2 separate regions of the Sus scrofa genome follow, and region 1 is linked to region 2. Evidence: chromatin contacts called from public promoter capture Hi-C data. All regions are on one chromosome and are shown on one strand. The core of a region is the stretch at or near the end of the contact, and the rest is flanking DNA. Distances in the headings are between cores, read along the strand shown.

Region 1 (6,712 bases), core at 3,511-6,010, 280 kb before region 2:
AGCAGCTGCAGCTCCAATTCGACCCCCAGCTTGAGAACTTCCATATGCCACAGGGGCTTTAAAAAGAAAACAAAAACAAATCAAAATAGTGACTCTCTAGTCTTTACAGAAAACATATGCTGACCCCAGTACTAAGTAGTCATAGATGGAGTTCACGCTATGGTGCAGGGTGTTAAGAATCCGACTGCAGAGGCTCTGGTCATTGCGAGGTACGGGTTTCATCCCCAGCCTGGCAGCACACGGGGTTAAAGTTTCCAGTGCTGCCACAGGTGCAACACAGGTCGAAGTTGTGGCTCAGATTTAATCCCTGGCCCAGGAACTTCCATGTGCCACGGATGCAGCCTTAACAACAACAACAAAACCAGTCATAGATGATAGAAAGGAAGGGATCCCATCCCTGCTGACTGCTTGAAGCTAGAACATCTGGGAAGGGCAGCATCGCTTCCTGGGGGTAGGAGAGCCCTGAGGGGTGCAGGGGTGCGGCTGGGCCCCATGCTCCTGTCCTCTCCACACAGCGCATTTTGGAGGACAAGGAGGAGAATCCACTCCCCGCCACCCTGGTCCAGCCCCACACAGGGAAACTCTGCTGGTTCCTGGATGAGGCAGCAGCCAGACTCTTGACTGTGCCCTTCGAGAAGCATTCCACTTTGTAGCCGGCGCTGAGAGATGCTACAGCTGGGACCACATGCAGCCCAATGGGCTGGGACCTTCTGGGGCTGGGCCCCACTGCCAAGCCCACCCTGGGCTTCATTTTAGAAAAGCCACGTGGCACCACTGGAAGTCAACAGGGCCCACCACCAGCCCTGCCCAGGGGCTCAGCCCATGGGCTGTGGCCCTGGGTGACTCAGTTATTAAAAGAAGCATTTGTTTGAAGTCTCCACTGTCTTGTGGTCCTTGGGCAGTGGGACTGTGGGTACCCAGGCAGAGCACCTGACCTGCAGCCTTTATCCCAGCACATGGAGGGCAGGGATGGGCACCCTGAATCAGTGTCCTGGGGCTGCCTTAGCAAAGGGCCGCAAACCGGGTAGCTTAAAACACCCGAAATGTGTTGTCTCACAGTTCCCAAGGCCAGAAGTCTGAAATCAAGGTGTTAACAGGGTCAGATACTTCTGAAGGCTCCAGGGGAGAATCTCTTGCAGGCTTCTCTCAGTTTCTGATGGCTGCTGGCAATTCTTGGCCTTCCTTGGCTTGTAGACACATCACTCCAGACTCTGCCTTTGTTGTCACATGGCCTTCTCTGTGTGTGTGTCTCTGCGTCCTGTCCTAATAAGGACACTTGTTGGCTATAGGACCACCCTAAATCCAGGATGAGCTCGTCTCAAGATCCTCAACTAGAAGTTCCCGTTGATGGTCAGTGGGTTAAGAACCTGACGTCTCTGTGAGGACTCAGGTTCGATTTCTGGCTTCACTCAGGATCTGGCATTCCTACAAGCTGTTGTATAGGTTGCAGATATGACTTGGATCTGGCGTTGCTGTGGCTGTGGCATAGGCCAGTGGCTGTAGCTCCGCCTCCACCCTCTACACTGGGAACTTCCATATGCTGCAGGTGTAGCCCTAAAATGAAAAAAAAAGAGATATGAATATATCACATTATACCACATTTTAACTTATCTATTCATCAGTCAGTGGACATTTAAGTTCCTTCTATGTTTTAACCATTATGAATAATGCTGCTATGAACATGAGTGTATAAATAATGTCTTCGAGAGCCTGCTTTCAATTCTTGGATATACATACAGAAGTAGAAATGTTAGGTTATATGCATATGGTAATTCTATTTTTATTTACTTATTTATTTTGTCTTGTCTTTTTGGGGCCACGCCTGCAGCATATGGAGGTTCCCAGGCTAGGGGTCTAATCGGAGCTGTAGCTGCCGGCCTATACCACAGCCACAGCAATGAGGGATCCAAGCCTAGTCTGCAACCTACACCACAGCTCATGGCAACACCAGATCCTTAACGCACTGAGCGAGGCCAGGGATCGAACCCACAACCTCATGGTTGCTAGCCCGGTTCGTTAAGCACTGAGCCACGACGGAACTCCCTATTTTTATTTTTTTATTTTTAATATATTTTATTATAGTTGATTTACAATGTTCTGCCAATTTCTGCTGTACAGCAGAGTGACCCAGTTGTACATGTATATACATTATTTTTCTTGTATTATCTTCTAACATGTTCTGTCACAAATGATTGGATATAGTTCCCTATGCTATACAGCGTGACCTCATTGCTTATCCATTCTAAATGTGATAGTTTGTGGTAATTCTATTTTTAATTTTTTTCTCTTGTTAGCGCTGCACCTGCGGCATAGGGAGGTTCCTGGGCTAGGGGTCAAATAGGAGCTGCAGCTGCCGGCCTACACAGCAGCTTGTGACAACACTGGATCTTTAACCCACTGAGCGAGGTCAGAGATTGAATCCACATCCTCACGGACACTATGTTGGGTTCTTAACCCACTAAACCACAACGGGAACTCCCGTTTTTAGTTTTTTGAGAAACCTCCATACTATTTTCCACGACAAATGTATTATTTTACATTCCCACCAACAGTGCATAAGGGTTCAAATTTCTATACATCTTAGCTAATACGTGCTTTCTTTTCTTTCTTTTTCATAGTGGCCTGTGGACACATCCTTTGGGGGCCACAATTCAACTCATACTCACTTAGGCAACCTCCCACTGCACACAGAGGACCAGTCATGACCTCTGCCTCTGGCCATGCTGCAGGCCTGCTCAGAGCCTTGAATACATCAAATACACCAAGGTGCTGCTTCTGTATGTAAGGACTGCAGCATCTGCTCATGGGCCACGTGTCAGCTTTGGCTGGCTCTAGGGACTGGGGGAGGCTGGTGGGCAAGGGACGTGGGAATTGAAACCTCAAAACTGAAACCACAGAAAGTGAAGTTTCCTTCAACGTCTTGTCCAGGTTGATCACTCAGATGTGAGAGTGAGGAAGTGGGACGGGGCCTGGGCGGAAACAGATTGAGAAATGCGGAGGAGAGGCTTGGAAGGAAATTAGCCCAGCCGTGGCCTTGGGCCAAGGCAGGTGGCCGTGACCCCTAAAGCCTAGGCAGAGATCAGGGCAGGGGTGCCTAGAAATGAAGGGAAAAAGATGAGACAGATACAGGGACCCAAGTGAGGGTCCCTGACTGAGCTGTGTCACTCCTTCTGTACTCCTTTCTCCTTTGAAGCAGCTGTGCCAGCTCCAGGCCTGCTTGAGGTTCCCTTCCATCTTCAGAATAAAACCCACTTTTCTCATTCTACCCACAAGCCCCCGTGTGGCCCCTGCCACCCATCCCCCCTCCTACTTAACATCTGCTCCTCCTTCACTCTTCCCAACCAAGTGCATTCCCACCTCGAGGCTTTTGCATGTGCTGTACCTGCTACCCGATACCTATTATTCTCTTTCCTCCAGCTTTTTGCAAGGCTTGGTCCTCACTTCCTTCAGATCTTGGGGCAACGTAACCTCCCTGACTCTTCCTCACCCCTAGCATTTTCTGTTTCTTCTTGTTCCATTTTTCTCCCTTGCCAGTATTATCTGACCGTTCTGTTGTGTAACCAATGGTCCATGGGGACGGAACTATAGTCTGTTTCGCACACATCTGCATCCCTAGTACTCGGCTCAGGGAAGGCACTCGGGCTGGCATGAATGAAGTTAAAAGCAGAAATGAATCCTGGGGCGTTCCTGCCGTGGCTCAGTCGTTAACGAATCTGACTAGGAACCATAAGGTTGCGGATTCAATCCTTGGCCTTGCTCAGTGGGTTAAGGATCTGGCGTTGCTGAGCTGTGGTGTAGGTCACAGACTCAGCTCAGATCTGGCATTGCTGTGGCATAGGCTGTCAGCTGAAAAAAAATTAAAAATTAAAAAAAAAGAAATGAATCCTGGGGCATTGGTGAGAATTACAGATGTTCCTAGTGGTTTACACAAAATGGAGGTTTAACTCTTTCTCTAGAAGGAGGCCAGAACTGATGGAGCAATGTCATAAACTCTTGGAGGACCTCCCCCTCAAATCACATTATAGTTGTGCCATTGTCATGTGAGTTTCACCTCCTGGTCCAGAGTGACTGCTTGTGCTCTAGCCATCATGTCTGTGTTCCGCCCACTAGGACTTGACACTCCCCTCATCTGAAAGCCTGTGAAACCTCCATTTGATCATATTTCAGCCTAAAGTGCAAACCAACCTTCTTTCCTGCTTCTTGCTTCCTCACCTTCCTTCCCTCCTTCCCTTCCGTCCTTTGCCAAACACTGAGGGCTGCTTTGTGCCAGGCACTGGAAAAACAGGTGAAGCGGTGGGGAGGCCCGACTAATCTGACCCAGTCCAGTGCTATATGTGACTGGTAAAGCAGGAACAGAGAGGACATGCCCCATCGGTCCAGGGCACAGCAGTGGCTCCTCATCCGTTTCCCGTGCCCCAGCACTGACCGCAGGGACTGGGGGCGTCAGTCCAGTTCTGTCTTCCCAGCCTGGGGCTGGGGCAGGGCTGGATCCTCAGAATCACCCAGCATGGGGTAGGTACAGTCAGCAGGAGGGGTAGGTTTGTCCACCCATCCCTTCCCTGCCCCTCCACACCAACAACTGCTAGCAGGTCCTCCAAAGCCAGCTAGGACTTTTGTCTCCCACCCCCATCCCCTGGGGGAAGTCCCTACAGAAACCACCAGCTCTGGGGGACTTGGCCTCAGGGGAACCAGGAGGACACAGGTGCAGGGTGGGGCGGGGTGGGGGGCAGGGCAGGACAGGGAGCAGGCATCCCACACACACTGGGACCAAGCTCTGCTTTCTGACTCCAGGCAGCTGGTCTCCACAGCAGGGAGGACCCTCACTGGCCGCTCTGACCCCAGTGTGTCCTGAACTGAGGAGTCTAGGGGTCGTAGGGAGGGAGGAGTGTCTGCTTCACTCTCAGGGGAGCCCAAGGGACGGCAGCAGGATGGGTGGGCGGCCCTCAAGCCCTCTGGACAAGCGGCAGCAGAAGCAGCTGAGAGGTGAGCCGAATGGGAAGGGGCAGGAGGTTGGTGGATGGGGTTCAGGGCGGGTTGTACCCAGGATGCTTTATTCATGTGAATTCCAGGTAAGCAATGAATACTTTTTTTTTTTTTTTTTTTTTTTTTAGTTTAAGTGTGTCCCAGATTTTGCATATTTATGCTAAAAAAGTATTCCTTATTTACCTGAAATTCAAATTTAATTGGTGTATTGTACTTTTATTTGGTAAATCTGGTAACCAAACTCAGGGCATGGGGCCAGGTAGGCAGTGCCCAAGCCCAGCCAGATCTTGTGGGATGATCCTCCCAAGTGGGCCAGGTAAATAAGGAGTACTTTTTTAGCATAAGTCTGCAAAGATTTTAAAATCTTAAAAGCCTCACCCGGCACAAGGGAACTTTCTGTGTGGACTCTAGGGACCAAGTCACAGTTCCCAATTTGAGACAGAGAAGGGCCAGTGTCCTCCATCCTCTGTACTCACAGTTGAGCACTTACTGGGTGCTAGAGACACGGTGGGCTTATTATCCAGACTAGGAAACCAGGTCAAGTTATCATTACACCATTGGAATCAATAAGCTCTGCAAAGTGTCAGAATTTTTTTTCCTGTAGTGGCTTAAACAAGATAAAGATTTATTTCTCCCTCCTATAGAGGGGTACAGTGGCAGGCAGGCTGGTAAAAGTTAGACAATCCAAATCTTCATCTCATGGCTCTACCTTGTGTGGCTTCTTTGCCTGAGATTGCCTCATGACACAGAATAGCTGCTGAAGCTCCAGTCATTGAGTCCACATTCCAGGTGGCAAAATAGATATGTTTTACATACGGTCAAGTGCGCATATCTTAGAGGAGCAGCTTGAAGAACTTTAACACTTATGTAATCACCTCCTAGATCAGGGTACAGAACACTTCCGTCATCCCAGAAAGGTCCCTTATGCTGGGTGAAGCTTTTAAGATTTTGAAAATCTCCCCAGGTAAGGGGCACAAGGGAACTTTCAGGTGTAATCCCTCTGTTTTTTATCTTGATCATGATGATGGTTTTATGGGTGTGTATATATGTCAAACTCATTAAATTCTATGCTTTGTACAATTAAGGTGTGTTGAACCTCAGTTACAAATTAAGCCCGTGTCCTTTAACTCCCCCTTCCCAACCCCCATGTGGATAAAAACAGGCAGTGAAGGGTTAAGTGTGAATGGAATTGGAGCAAATCTTTTTGGGCAACTTCGGGATGAGTGCAGGAGTCAATAAGTGGCTTCTCTGCCTATTATGCCCCTACCTTCAGCAGGTTGGGAGGGAGCCTGATTCAGCCACCTTACCTTGTCCCTGCAGGCCAGGTGGACACCCTACTGAGGAACTTCCTGCCCTGCTACCGTGGGCAACTGGCAGCCTCGGTCCTGTGGCAGATCTCCCAAGAGCTGGGCCCCCAGGAGCCAGCCGGATGCCAGCTACTGCACAGCAAAGTGGGTGCTGCAAAAGGGGAGGGGATGTTGAGTGGGCGAGGTGAAAGAGGCCATTCATTCATTCAAGGATTGCTGCACACACCTTTGCCTTCACTAGTTCCTTGACCAGGGATAACTGTTAAAAATTCCTTCTTGGAGTTCCCTGCTGGCTCAGCAGGTTAAGGATCCAACATTGTGACTGCTCTGGCTTGGGTCATTGCTGTGGCATGGATTTGATCCCTAGCCCAGGAATTTCTGCGTGCCACAGGTGCAGCCCAAAAAAGCCCCAACACACACCT
Region 2 (7,714 bases), core at 3,663-6,162:
AGAGAAAAACAATTTTTGTGTGTGAACTCATATGCCACACTCTTGTTGATGCCCAGGGCAGACATCTCTGGTCAGCCTCCACACACACACACCCTCTCCAACTCCTTCTCCAGACAGGCATGAAGAATCAATCACAGATACAGGGATTTACTTTCTAGCAGATGGGCACTGGCTTGTACACATGGGTGTTTAAAGGGACAGAAGTGGCCATCCCTCTCTGTGGGTCTGAGGTATTCCAGCAGAGGCTGGAAGCTTTTTGTTTTCTTTTTGCCATTTTCTTGGGCCGCTCCTGCAGCATATGGAAGTTCCCAGGCTAGGGGTCTAATCGGAGCTGTAGCTGCCAGCCTATGCCAGAGCCACAGCAACACGGGACCCAAGCCGCGTCTGCAACCTACACCACAGCTCATGGCAATGCTGGATCCTTAACCCACTGAGCAAAGCCAGGGATCGAACCCGCAACCTCCTGGTTCCTAGTCGGATTCGTTAACCACTGAGCCACAACGGGAACTCCAAGGGGGCTGGAAGCTTTTGCACCTGGTGTGATGCATGCCTTAGGGGCAGATCCAGACTGATGACTCAGTTAACAGAGTCTGCCTGTGTCTGTCTCTCCTGCTGCCTACATCTCCATCCTCTTCATCACTCCTGCCATTAGGCCCCGATAGTAGGAGGCCCTCCCTAGATAGACCCAGGAGGAAACCACCCACCTTATTCCCAGGCGTTCTTCACCAACTAACTTCCAGATCTCTGACACCCTGGGGGACCCCTGAGCTCAAGACCCTTGGCTGGATAGAGGAAGGGTTTGGGTTTCAGCCCCAATGAGGAAAAGGAAGGGAAGTGGAGAAGCTCCACTTCAGTTGACCCAAGTGAAGAAGATACAAAGAGAATGTTGGGAGTTCCCATTGTGGCCCAGTAGATTAAGAATCTGACTGCAGCAGCTCAGGTAGCTGTGGAGGCATGGGTTCCACCCCTGGGGAAAAGGGGTTAAGGATCCAGCATTGCTGCAGCTGTGGCATAGGCTGAAACTGTGGCTTGGATTCAGCTGCTGACTTGCGAACTTCATTCACCATGGGTGCACCCATTAAAAAAAAAATTTTTTTTTAAAGGAGACATTGTAATACACAGAAATCGACTGCATTTCTATATACTAACAATGAAAGCTCAGAAAGAGAAATTAGGGAAGCAATCCCCTTTACCATTGCATCAAAAAGAATAAAATACTTAGGAATAAACCTACCTAAAGAGACAAAAACCTGTACTCTGAAAACTACAAGACGCTGATGAAAGAAATCAAAGATGACACAAATAGATGGAAAGATACACCATGCTCTTGGACTGAAAGAGTCAATAGTATCAAAATGACTATACTACCCAAGGCAATCTACAGATTCAACGCAATCCCTATCAAATTACCAAGGACAGGAGTTCCTGTCATGGCTCAGTGGAAACGAATCCAACTAGGAACCATGAGGTTGAGGGTTCGATCCCTGGCCTCACTCAGTGGGTTAAGGATTTGGCATTGTTGTGGCTGTGGCATAGGCAGGCAGCTGTAGCTCTAATTAGACCCCTAGCCTCGGAAGCTCCATATGCCCTGGGTGTGACCCTAAAAAGCAAAAAAATAAAAATAAAATAAAAACAAACAAAACAAATTACCAATGACATTTTTCACAGAACTAGAACAAAATATTTTAAAGTTTTTTTGGAAGCACAAAATACCCAGAATAGCCAAAGATGTCCTGAAAAAGAAAAATGGAGCTGGAGGAATCAAGGCTCCTGGACTTCAGACTATACCATGAAGGTACAGTCATCAAAACTGTATGGTCCTGGCACAAAGACAGAAATATAGATCAGTGGAACAGGATAGAGAGCCCAGAATTAAACCCACGCACCTACAGCCAACTCATCTATAACAAAGGAAGCAAGAATATGCAATGGAGAAAGGACAGCTTGTTCAGTAAGTGGTGCTGGGAAAACTGGACAGTCACACATAAAAGAATGAAATTAGAACACTTCCTAACACCATACACAAAAATAAACTCAAAATGGATGAAAGACCCAGATATAAGACCAGATGCTATAAAACCCTTAGAGGAAAACATAGGCCAAACACTCTCTGACATAAATGACAGCAACATCTTCTCAGATCCACCTTTTAGAGTAATGACAGTAAAAACAAAAATAAACAATTGGACTTAATTAAACTTAAAAGTTTCTGCGCAGCCAAGGAAACCTTAAACAAAATGAAAATACAACCCACAGAATGGGACAGAATCTTTGCAAATGAATCGACTGACAAGGGATTAATCTCCAAAATTTATAAATACCTCCTACAGCTCCATACCAAAAAAACAAACAGCCCCATCAAAAAATGGGCAGAAGATCTAAACAGACAGTTCTCCAAAGAAGACATACAGATCACCAAAAAACACATGAAAAGATGTTCAACATCACTCATTATTAGAGAAATGCAAATCAAAACCACCACCATGAGGTACCACCTTACACCAGCCAGAATGGCCATCATCAAAAAGTCTATAAACAATAAGGGCTGGAGAGGGTGTGGAGAAAAGGGAACACTCATACGCTGTTGGTGAGATTGTAAATTGGTGCAACCACTGTGGAAAACAGTATGGAGATTCCTCAGAAAACTAAACATAGAATTACCATGTGATCCAGCAATCCCACTTCTGAGCATCTATCCAAAGAAAACCATGACTCGAAAAGACACATGTACTCCAGTGTTAACTGCAGCACTGCATACAATAGCCAAGACATGGAAACCACCTAAATGTCCATCGACATCAACAGAGGAGTGGATCAAGAAGATGTGGTACATATACACAATGGAATATTACTCAGCCATTAAAAGGAAAGAAATAACGGCATTTGCAGCAACATGGATGGAACTAGAAGTTATGCTAAGAGAAGTCAGTCAGACAATGAGACACCAACATCAAATGCTATCACTTACATGTGGAATCTAAAAAAAGTTCACAATGAACTTCTTTGCAGAACAGACACTGACTCACAGACTTTGAAAACTTATGGTTTCCAAATGAGACAGGTTGGGGGGTGGGGGGATGCACTGAGGGTTTGGGATGGAAATGCTATAAAATTTGGTTGTGATGATGTTGTACAACTATAAATGTAATAAATTCATTGAGTGATTTAAAAAAAAAAAAAAGGAACTCTTTGCAAACAACAAGTTTTAAAAAAAAGGAGACATCATGGATCAGTGGAAACAAATCTGACTAGCATCCATGAGGACGCTGGTTTGTTCCCTGGCCTCGAGCATGGGTTAAGGATTCAGCATTGCCATGAGCAGTGGTATAAGTCACAGACACAGCTCTGATCTGACATTGCTGTGGCTGTGGTGTAGGCCAGCAGCTACAGCTCCGATTGGACCCCTAGCCTGGGAATCTCCATATGCTACAGGTGTGGCTCTAAAAAAAAAAGAAGAAGAAGAAGAAGAAGAGAATGTTGGGTAAAAACTATGTTCCAGGTGTTCCCATAGTGGCGCAGTGGAAACAAATCTGACTAGGAACCATGAAGTTGTGGGTTTGATCCCTGGCGTTGCTCAGTGGGGTAAGGATCCGGTATTGCCGTGAGCTGTGGTGTAGGTCACAGATGTGGCTCAGATCTGGCATTGCTGTGGCTGTAGCTCCAATGAGACCCCTAGCCTGGGAACCTCCATATGCTGGGAGTGTGGCCCTTTTAAAAAGACCAAAAAACCAACAACAACTATGTTCCAAATTAATGGCGGGAGGATAGATAGTATGAATGAGATTTTAACACACCCAGATTATAAACCGGAGACAGGGGATAGATGAAAACCCCAGACTCTGGGTTCAAATTCCAGCCCCACCGTATCCCAGCTTTGTGACCCCAGCAATGCTCCCACTTTCTCAGCTGTGGAATGTGCTGGCTCCCAGCTGATTGGGTGAGGGGGTTTGCAGAGCCCAGCCAAGGCTGTCAACACATTTAATCCACACTAAGTGGCACAAATCCTTGGTAACATGTCCTGCAAGCACTTGACAAATGCCAGCTCAACCAGATAGGAGGGTCCCTTAGCACAGTGATTTGGCGCTCATCGTCAGGGAAGGAGGGCATGGCGAAGAGAGAACTTTCCACCAGCGACACTCCAGTGTCACCAGCTCCCAGACCAGCAATTGGAACACGCCCAGGCCCAGGAGCTCTGGGGCCCCTGTCACTCCCCACAGAAGTAACCACAGTCTTATTTCTAACAGTCGCCCTGCTCTTGCCTGACTTTGCAACCTTATCTAAATGGAATTACACACCACATATTTTGTTTAAAACAAATCTTAAAGAAACAAGATTGCTTAAATAGCGAAAGTTAAAAAAAAAAAGAGGAAGAAAGTCAGAGGTGGTGTTTGGGGCCCAGAAAAATGCCCCTGTTTTAACACCAAAAGTCCCACATGCTGGGACATCTGGTTAGTCACCCAGTGCTCCGGCTTGGGGCCTGGCAACTTGGGGGCTGGGAACAGCTTCCCCAGTACTGAGCGCATGCGCAAAGATTCTTTCAGGTCTGGGGAGCTGGGACTTCACTGAGGACAAATTAAGGCACAGAGAGGGGAGCACTTTGCCGGAGCCAGCAGTCCCAGCGCACATCTGGCAGCTTTCCTCAGAGGCCTGGAAGGCAAACTTGGCATTGTCTGTAGCCACCACACGGATTCCCTGGACCCCCACCCGCCACCCCCAGCCAGAGCCCTGTGGCGGCACCGTTTCTAACCTGTCTTACCTGGAGGTGGGTGACCCTGGGGCAGCCACAGGCGGGCAGAGCCGCCACCGTGGGGCAGCAACAAGAGGAGGAAAGTCCCACTCGCTCCTTCCTGTGTGGGCCCCTCGGCTTCCTGAGCCGCTGTCACTTACCGAAAGTCATGGCCATGTGGGGGACGGTGGCAGGGAGGGGCAGAAAGTTCCGGAAGCCTCTGTAGACGCAGTCCTGCTCAGACAGGCTGCTGGAGCCCCCAGACCTAAGGGAAAGGGTGATGGCACAGAGAAGAGCCCAGGTCTTACCAGGGGTGGGGGCACATCCTGACTTCTAGGGCCTCAGTTTACCCATCTGTGGCATATGTGGGTTGGTCACCCAGAGGAACTAATTTTGCACCCAGGGAAAGGAATGAAGCTGGATCTGCGCAGGACCTACACCACAGCTGTGCCAACACCAGATCCTTTTAACCCACTGCTCCAGGCTGGGGATTGAACCCTTGCGGCCACAAAGGCAACACTGGCTCCTTAACCTGCTGCACCACAGTGAGAATTCCTGATGGATGCTTTTTTACACCCCTTAGGCTCTCATGAGTGGAAGAGGCAGGGGACTGGGACAGTGTCCAGGTCAGACCCAGGCCAGTATTCTTTGCAGGATACACACCCCAGAAAGTAGAGCTTTGGAGATAGATTTTAGAGAACACTTTCCTCTGTATAATCCTGTCACAAGCCCTGGCACGAAAATAGCTTTGGTACAGATTTCATTGATTTCAGTTGCTCACAGACACTTATTAGCCATTTCCTGTGTGCAGGGCATTGGGGACACAGCAGGGGACAGAGTAGATCTGGTCTCTTCCTGGTGGAGCCAACAGTCTAGTAGGGGAGATGACAAGCGATTATCCAATAAGTGTTTCAGTGGCCCTCGGTGCCAGGCTGCTAGGAGAGATTTGGTCTGGGAGGGCTTCCCGGAGAAAGTGACTTTGATACTGAAATCCAAAGACAAGTAGGATTAGCCAGAGAGTGAGCTGGATGTGTGGAGAGTTCTGGCAGAGCAACAGCCCAGGCAAAGCTGGACAAGATCACAGTGTTCCTGAGAAGGGGAGGGTGGCAGGGACACGCTGTGCTGAGACTTGTTTGGAGGCATCAGTGGGGCCTTGAGGGTAGAGGGAAGGGATATGGGTTGTGTCCTCAGCAGAGTGGGAGCCACAGCAAGCTTGCGGCAGGAAGTGCAGCATGGGGGCTTAGCCATAGCATTTTTGTTTCACTTCCTGGATGGCTTCAGCAGAGAGGAATGCAAACACGCACACCCACCCTGGCCCTGAAAGGGAGGCTCCTGCCCTCCAGGAAAAACAGTGAGTTTCTGGGGCCCCGAAACTCCAGTGGGATGGTCACTGTGGAATGTAGGGAATGAGCAGAAGGCAAACAGGGTCAGGACAAAGGTGGCACCGTCAGCCACAGAGAGGGACATGTGATGGCTCCATTAGGAGATTCCAGGAGGTGGAGCCCAGAATGTGCCTCCCAAAAAATCAAAAACTTGAGTGGTGCAAACCTCTCAAAGTTTGTACTAGCAAAAAGCCCACAAACCCTGTCAAAGAATACACAAGAGAAACTGGAAACAATGGTAAACTCATGTCGTGGATCAAATATCTTCATTGTAGAAGCAATTCCTAGAATACAATAAGAAAATGCCAATGAGGAGTTCCCGTCATGGCTCAGTGGTTAACAAATCCGACCAGGAACCATGAGGTTGCAGGTTCGATGCCTGGCCTCGCTCAATGGCCTCACTGTTGCTGTAAGCTGTGGTGTAGGTCGCAGACATGGCTTGGATCCCGAGTTGCTGTGGCTCTGGCATAGGCCGGTGGCTACAGCTCCGATTCAACCCCTAGCCTGGGAACCTCCATATGCCGCGGGAACGGCCCTAGAAATGGCAAAAAAGACAAAAAAAAAAAAAAAGAAAAAGAAAAAAAAGAAAAGAGAAAATGCCAATGACTTAACAGGATGTGAACCCCAGAAACCATAGACGATGAAGGACAAATGGCTCTTAAACTCAGAAAAAGATACTCGGCCTCACTCATAATAGGAGAAATTCCAGTTAAACGTAAGGTTGACCCTTGAGTAACATGAGTTTGAACTGCAAGGATCCACTTATACACAGATTTTTTTCAATAAATATATCCTACAGTACTACAATATCTGCAGTTGGTTAACTCAATGGAACCTCTGATAGGGAGGACCAACTGTAAAGTTATCTGTGGATTTTTTTTTTTTTCTTTTTAAGGTCACACCTGCAGCCTGTGGAGGTTCCCAGGCTAGGGGTCGATTCAGAGCTACAGCTGCCAGCCTATACCACGGCCACTGCAATATGGGATCTGAACCGCATCTGTGACCTATACCACAGCTCATGGCAATGACAGATCCTTAACCCCCGAGCAAGGCCAAGGATCAAACCCACATTTCATGGATATTAGTTGGGTTTATTACCACTGAGCCACCACAGGAACTCCCCAAAATGATTTAAAAAAAAACATTTTCTAGACTCAATGATTTTAATTTAACTTTATTTTTATTTTCTTGTCTTTTTAGGATTGCACCTGTGGCATATGGAAGTTCTCAGGCTAGGGGTGATTTGGAGCTGCAATCACCAGCCACAACCACAGCAATACCAGATCTGAGCCTTGTCTATGACTTATACCACAACTCATGGCAATGCTGGATCCTTAACCCACTGAATGAGGCAAGGAATCAAACCCACATCCTCATGGATGCTAGTCAGATTTGTTTCCACTGAGCCATGATGGGAACTCCAAATGTGCATTTTAAATGAGTGTAATTCTGGAGTTCCCGTCGTGGCGCAGTGGTTAACGAATCCAACTAGGAACCATGAGATTGTGGGTTTGGTCCCTGCCCTCGCTCAGTGGGTTGACGATCCGGCGTTGCCGTGAGCTGTGGTGCAGGTTGCAGATGCAGCTCGGATCCCCCGTTGCTGTGG

Evidence for each region. Promoter capture Hi-C pulls out the DNA fragments that hold promoters and counts their contacts.
Region 1: a contact with region 2 is called in a promoter capture Hi-C map of fetal liver, with 2.2 times the contacts expected there. The contact joins the promoter of FAM129C here to the promoter of JAK3 in region 2. A contact is called at or near these places in 2 of 5 promoter capture datasets (fetal liver and liver), 1 of 47 Hi-C or Micro-C datasets (embryonic fibroblasts) and 1 of 2 datasets of contacts at active chromatin or transcription factors (alveolar macrophages).

Annotation. Positions count from the first base shown.
Region 1 is chr2:60,183,820-60,190,531 of Sscrofa11.1, reverse strand. It overlaps FAM129C (niban-like protein 2), which reads left to right and starts at 4,760. Exons shown (of 17, transcript XM_005661181.3): 1 at 4,760-4,983; 2 at 6,304-6,434. The coding sequence starts at 4,929. It overlaps PGLS (6-phosphogluconolactonase), which reads left to right. Exons shown (of 5, transcript XM_021083556.1): 5 at 2,619-3,842. The coding sequence ends at 2,705.
Region 2 is chr2:59,903,099-59,910,812 of Sscrofa11.1, reverse strand. It overlaps JAK3 (tyrosine-protein kinase JAK3), which reads right to left and starts at 4,912. Exons shown (of 24, transcript XM_005654907.3): 1 at 4,757-4,912. RPL18A (60S ribosomal protein L18a) reads left to right here and starts at 4,571. Exons shown (of 5, transcript XM_021083534.1): 1 at 4,571-4,762.